Regions from separate parts of the Triticum aestivum genome. Here region 1 is linked to region 2. The links are chromatin contacts, called in public Hi-C maps. All regions are on one chromosome and are shown on one strand. The core of a region is the stretch at or near the end of the contact, and the rest is flanking DNA. Distances in the headings are between cores, read along the strand shown. Region 1 holds the start of LOC123112036 (glutamate receptor 2.9). Region 2 holds the start of LOC123116205 (glutamate receptor 2.7).

What was found. A called contact is a pair of places that touch in the nucleus more often than the background predicts.
Region 1: a Hi-C map of leaf shows a contact between it and region 2, with 8 times the contacts expected there. The contact joins the promoter of LOC123112036 here to the promoter of LOC123116205 in region 2. A contact is called at or near these places in 2 of 5 Hi-C or Micro-C datasets (both in leaf).

Annotation. Positions count from the first base shown.
Region 1 is chr5B:394,255,034-394,258,626 of IWGSC CS RefSeq v2.1, reverse strand. LOC123112036 (glutamate receptor 2.9) reads left to right here and starts at 2,201. Exons shown (of 4, transcript XM_044532940.1): 1 at 2,201-2,679; 2 at 3,478-3,593. The coding sequence starts at 2,355.
Region 2 is chr5B:394,114,692-394,117,886 of IWGSC CS RefSeq v2.1, reverse strand. It overlaps LOC123116205 (glutamate receptor 2.7), which reads left to right and starts at 1,320. Exons shown (of 3, transcript XM_044537199.1): 1 at 1,320-1,697; 2 at 1,801-3,110. The coding sequence starts at 1,424.

The DNA of each region.
Region 1 (3,593 bases), core at 952-3,451, 140 kb before region 2:
ACCCATCTGCATCCAAAACCTCTCGCAACCAGGATGAGCTTTAGAGCATCCCAACTAACACTGTCAAATGCTTTCTGGAAATCTAGCTTGAGCACTAGCATTGGCCTATTTCTCTTCTTTTCCCGTTGAACCAGTTCTGCTGCCAGAGCAAAATTTTCAGCTATGCATCTCCCATGCAGAAAACCAGAATTGTAGAGGGTGTATGAGGCTCGGGATGAAATTTTGAAGCCGGACTGCTAGGATTTTTGTTGCGAGTTTGGGTATACTGTGGACCAGAGCAATTGGCCTGAAATCCTTAATATCCGTTGGGTTCTCTTTCTTTGGGAGCAGCACAATGTTGCCAGTGTTAATGCCGCTCAGATCACTGTCATGATCATAAAAAGCTTGGAAAAACCTCATTAAGTCCTCTTTTAGCAACCAAGTAAAGCTCTTGTAGAACTCATTAGTGAACCCATCCGGCCCCGGGCTCTTATTGTTGGGAGTTTTCTGTATAACCGTTGCTATTTCGGCCCAGGTGAAAGGTATTTCCAGCGTGTTTAGATCAGCCTAGTCGTATAAGCTTCTGGGGTCCAAGGTTGGCAGTGACACAGATTGCTCGCCGAAGATACCGGTGAAGAACTGAGTGGCAATTTGAAGCTTGTCCTGGTCTCTGTAAAACTCTATGTCATCCTTAACCAACAGTTTAATCCTGTTTTTTCTGTGTTGACAGTTGGCGGCTGCGTGAAAAAACTTAGTGTTCTCATCTCCCAGAGTGCAACCTCTTATCTTCGCTCTTCTCCTCCCAAAGCTGGTCTGTCATAGAATTATTTGCTGGGCTTTTGAGTTGGCATGATTTCTGAGAGTAGCCTCCAGCTTGGATAGAAGTCTCCTTTCCTCTACAGCGTCAAGGTACTGAACAACATGATTGCAGTTGGCTAGAATTTCCTGCATGGGTGATTTCTTGCGTTCCTAGACCCTGATAGCAGCCCTTGTCCTTCTGAGTTTGAAACTGATCAAAGTAGCAGCTGACGCGAGTGGTCTGGTACCTCTCTTCCAGCTCTGTGTTATCAGATTTCTGACCTCCGGGATATGCAGCCAGTGGTTTCAAAATGAAAGAAAGAGCTTTTCGGTGTTTCCCTTGAGAAATTCACACCAATGAGCACGTGGTCAGAGGTTGTAGCAGAGAGGGCAGTAGCAGAGGTGCTGGCTCCGCTCTCTTGTTGGACCAGGTAAAGCTCCACACGACCATGGCCGACGGGCAGCACCTAACCACGGGCTCCGTCCATGAGCACCGCGGAACCACCACCAGGGCCGCCGCCCCGGCATCACATACCTTGATACCACCTCGCTCGAGACCCACCGCAACCCCACCTCGCTTGATACCACCAGGGTCTTCTCTTTAGCCTCACGACGAAAACCAGCCAAACGTTTGACTGTTCGTCCAGACGACCGGGACGGGAAGAAGCAGGACTAGAAAATCCCATGTCCAACCCACGGCCACCGCGTGATAGGATAGATAGCGTCCTTTTCCTCCACACACCGCCTGCTCTGAAATCCTCTCTGTGTGACCATTAATTCCCCGTCGTTCGACCTCGAGCTTGTTCCCTTGAAAAAGAAAGTCGAGCTTATCTCTGGCTCGTTACCCGCTGACTTTGATTTAGCGCGTAAACGGTCTTGAATTCTCATCAGCAGATTAATTGCTGCTGCAGAAAACTCCAGCGGTACGAACAGTATACGTAGCAGTACTACTGTGAGCCGAGTACTTCAACGGCCAACCACGGCGATTTGGCGATCTTGGGGCGGTCCTTGATGTTGAGGGGCAGACCCGGATCGTCAGTATGGTCAGTAACTTAATCTGACCCAACGCGCTCCACACGCAGCTCCCACGTCGCGGCGGCCACGCACCCCTCGTCCCGTCTGGGAACGCCATGGACTGCATTTGTTTATGGTCACACCTTTGGGGTAACATGCATCAGCTGGTTTCCTGAAGTTCGTGTTTGTTTTGTTCATTAGGCAGCACTCTCGAAATTACGTACCCAGCACAAGAACGAGCCAGCGGCACGCACTCAACTTAACTTGACCACGCCATCGATCTCAACTTCTCGACCAATCAAAAGCACGTAAGACAAGTATGATTGGAGAATTCCACGGCCGGCAGCAACGGTATCACCATTAATCTATCCGTATCTATCTATCAACCTGTCACTCACGCACAGCCAATTGAGTGTGAGCTTGGGAGACAGGCGCGTAGCCGGTCAATGGCCGATGGAGGAAACGAACTGGCTGGCGTGAGCGTGAGCATGTAAAGGGAGCAACGGAAGCCACCGCTTCACCAAAAGTACGTAGTGGCACACACCAGCGCTAGCATAGCAGCCATGACGACGGCGCAGGCGCTCTTCCGGGCCTCCACGGCGGCCCTCCGGCGCCACGGCCTTCTCATCGTCATCCTGCTTCTGCTGATCGGCGCTTACGGTGTCGCGGCGCAGGGGGGTGGTGTGGTGCCTCCGCGGCGGCGGCGGCAGGTGGTGGACGTAGGGGTGATCTTGGACACGAAGACGTGGGTGGGGAACACCAGCTGGACGTGCATGGAGCTGGCCCTCGACGACTTCTACGCCGACGCTAGCCACGCCCGCTACCGCACCAGGCTGAAGCTCCACCTCCGGGACACTGGCCCCGGCGCCGTCGACGCCGCGTCCGCAGGTATTTGTTGCGCCGTGAACGGCTCCCCCTCTCGGACGGAGCAGTAAGCTTCTTCTTCTTTTTTTTTTTTAAGGGAAAGACGGAGCTTTTTTTTTTTTGAGAACTGGGAAAGACGGAGCTTTGAGGAAGACGGAGGGCGTGGGCTGAAATATGGGCCGAATCTTCTACTGTGGCCCGAGCATGAGTGTTTTTTTTAGAATCATCCCAATTTCTCTATCCCCCGAACCCTCGTTTGGCCCATCGGCTCATCGGCGTGGCGCCGGCGCCGGCGCCGTTGCCATTTTCCCCGTCGGCGGTCGGGGCAGCTCTGCTAGCCTCGCCCTCGGCTAGTCGGCTCCTTGTCTTGCTTCTCGCGACGCCGTCACGCTGCCCTATCTGGCATAGAGAGAAGGTACCCCTTCTTCTCCGCCCCCCAGCTCGTCGCGGCAAGTAATTTGGAATGTCTTAGCCCTCGAGCCCCAACTAGAGCATACAAGTTTGATTTGGAACTGGAGCATACGAGTTTGACGCTTTCCCGATTTACTTGAAAAACTAGGGCCGTCAATCAAACTTGTTCTTTATTTTTTTCAAGGAAAAATGCACCTGTGAATTTGTTATTACTTGTGCTGTTAGTTAGGGTAGATCTGACATTGCTATTCTGAGAGATTTTCAATCAATTTACCATGTGTTATCAATGAGAGAACCATTAAAAAGTTCCAGTACTGATATGTACATGCCTACAGTTTCCTTGCATTTGCTTGATAGTATAAAGCATTAATTTGTTGCGAAATCTCTTTCTAAGATGCATAAGGATTACAGGCATTGATCTGCTGAAAAATGTCCGAGTGCAAGCGATTGTTGGACCACAGACTTCAACTCAGGCTAAATTTCTCGCGGAGCTGGGGAACAAATCAACGGTTCCGATAATTTCATTC
Region 2 (3,195 bases), core at 71-2,570:
ACACTAAAAAAACACCTGTGTGCCATAAATTTGACGATTGGTATGAACTTGCCCGCTCACGAGAAAACCTACTAACACCTCGTGCCATAACGCACCTGATGGTCATGATAAACTTGCCTGCTACAAAAAAATCACCAGCAAAACGCTGAAAAAGCATCTACACGGGGTAAAGAAAGGGAGGGATGAGGGAGAACGCGAACCCTCAAACTAGTTCGACCATGAAATCACACGAATCCGTCGCTCGCATTAACAAACATGGACAAATATGGAGATTTGATACCCCAGTACCTAACCTAACCAACGCCGCTGCCCAAAACATCGTAATCTATGGTAAAACCTACCAAAACCATAGAATCGACTAGCAAATCGATGGAAGCACTACGTGCCCTAGACAGAACGTGACGAACGGGAGAAACTCCCACCGCCAGAAATCGTGTCGTCGTACCTTCTTCCTTCGCCACCACACAAAACGACGAGGGCAGCCTCACTTCGCAACCGTCCGCCACCCTGCGAGTCGAGCACTGCGCGGTCGCCAAGCTCACGAGTGAGAGCCGCTCCCCGCGGCCAGCGTGCCGCGCGGGAGAACAACTCCGGCCGCCGACCACCCGCGACGCCGAACGCCTCTTGAGAGAACCGATGTGGACTATGGCGAATTTGGGCAGCGACGAGGCTTCGATTTGGGGGCGATTTGGGCGAGGGAGAGGGGAAGAAGAAACCGCCCACTCCGCCAAATGAGGGAGAGAGCCGTTTGTGGGGGAGAGAGATAATGGCGGGCCCCACCCAAGCGAGTCGCTTCGTCTCGACCATATTCCACCTGGCCGCACCACCACGCGACGCAACGCTCGGCCTCGCCCCGACCAGGTTACACCTGGGCCCGACCACGCACGGATTGCGACGGATCGGACGGCCATCGCCGCGTGTGCTCGGGAAGTCAGTTTAGTGCACGGGCACTTTTAGGAGTTTAGGTTTAGTATATAGATACATCTATTTTTGAACAAATGGAAGTCAAATATTTTAGAACAAATGGAGTATACACGAATATGCAACGAGTAGTGGTTTTACTTGTTTGTTTTTGAACTTTTGTGTAGCATTCTGGCGCTGTCACTGCTTGCTTTTGCTGACAGTAACTGATGAGATGCCTGGGATACGATCCAAATGAGACGTCACATTTGTCTCTGATTCCCACACACATACTCCGTATGTGTCTTCAGAAAAGAAACTACTGAAACGAATGCAAAACCCGCACGTTCTCTCTCGCGCGCGGTTCTACAAAAGGAGGTCAAACCCGCACGCGCAACCAATCGAATTCTTAAAAAAAAAAAGAGGAAGAATGACAAGTCAGTATGCGACCAAACTCTGGTAGGAGTTGTCTCGCCCAAGCAATTGACTGGCCTGCTCTCTCCCGCCCCTCCTCCATCTCGCCATGGCCGGAGACGCGCGCGCTCATCCCTACCTTCTATTCTTCCTGATCGGCCTCGCCGCCTCCTTCACCGTTACATCGCGGGCGCAGCCGACCGCGCCGACGGAGGTCAAGGTGGGGCTCATCGTCGACGCCGCCTCGCCCGTCGGCAAGGTCGCCACGACCACCATCTCCATGGCCCTCGAGGACTTCTACGCCGCCTTCCCCAACTCCTCCGCTCGGGTTCGGATCCAGCAGCACGACTCCGGCGGGGACGTCGTCACCGCCGCGTCCGCCGGTACGTATGACCGGCAGCCGCTTCTGCTGTTCCTTTCCGCGGCTCGTTTCGTTTGACGTCTCGCGCGTGCGTGCGTGCATGGTCGTGATTGCGTTGCGTGCAGCGCTGCAGCTGATGACGAGCCAGGGAGCGCGCGCCATCCTCGGCCCGCAGTCGTCCGTCGAGTCGGCCTTCGTCGCCGACCTCGCCACGCGGGCAGAGGTCCCCGTCGTGTCCTTCTCGGCCACCAGCCCGTCGGTGTCGCCCGCCTCGGCGAGCTTCTTCGTCCGCGCCGCGCTGAGCGACACGGCGCAGGCCGGCGCCGTCGCCGCGCTCGCCACGCACTTCGGGTGGCGCCGCGTCGTGCCCATCTACCAGGACGACGACTACGGCGCCGCCTTCGTGCCCTTCCTCGTGGGCGCCCTCACCGACGCGCGCGCCGAGGTCCCCTACCGCTGCGCGCTCCCGGAAGGGGCGACCCCCGACGCCATCGCCGCGGAGCTGTACCGCATGGAGTCCGAGCAGACGCGCGTCTTTGTGCTGCACATGCGCGCCGAGGTCGCAAGACGCGTGTTCGCCGCCGCCGCGGAGGCCGGCATGACGGGCGCCGGCTACGCGTGGATCATCACCGATGGGCTCACGGGCCTCATTGGCTTCGTGGACCCGCCGCAGGGCGTCATCGGGCTCGCGCCCTACGTGCCGACCACGCCGCGGCTGCGCGACGTCAAGAAGCGGTGGGTGCGCCGGTACATGCGTGACCACCCGGACGACGAGCCGGAGCACGCCGTGGTGGGCTGCTACGCCGTCTGGGCGTACGACGCCGCATGGGCCGTCGCGTCCGCGGCAGAGCGACTCAGCTCCAGCGACCTATCATCGCCACCGGGGCTGGTAGGCGGCAAGGGCGGCCCCACCGACATCTCCGGGGTCGGCAAGTCAAGATCGGGCGAGAAGCTCCTCCGAGCTATCAACGACACGACATTCGAGGGCCTCGGCGGCAGGTTCGAGCTCATCGACGGAGAGCTCGCGGTGCCGGCCTTCCGCGTGTTAAACATCGACGATGGGAAAGCTAAGGGCATCGGGTTCTGGACGCCGCGGTACGGGCTGAGCCGACATGTAGGTCGCGGTTCCAGCAAAGCGGGCGGCGAGCTCTCGCCGTTCATCTGGCCGGGAGAGTCGACGGTCCGGCCAAGTGGGTGGGCGCAGCCGACGAGCGCCGCGAAGCTGCGGGTGGCGGTGCCGGGGAGGATCCCGGTGAGCTACCGGCCGATCTTGCACATTGACGTGGACCCGGTGACGAACCGGATGACGGCTGGCGGGTTCGTGATCGAGGCGTTCGAGGCGGCGGTGCGGCTGCTTCCGTACGCTCTGCCGTTCGAGTACGTGAAGGCGGACCCCATGCCCTACGACCACTTGGCACAGGCGGTTAACAATGGGGTAAGTCATTTCTTCGATCGCAAACCATGCCTCTTCATCAAACCATGCATGTATCTTTTTCTCCAAGTCATGCATGCATTCATTT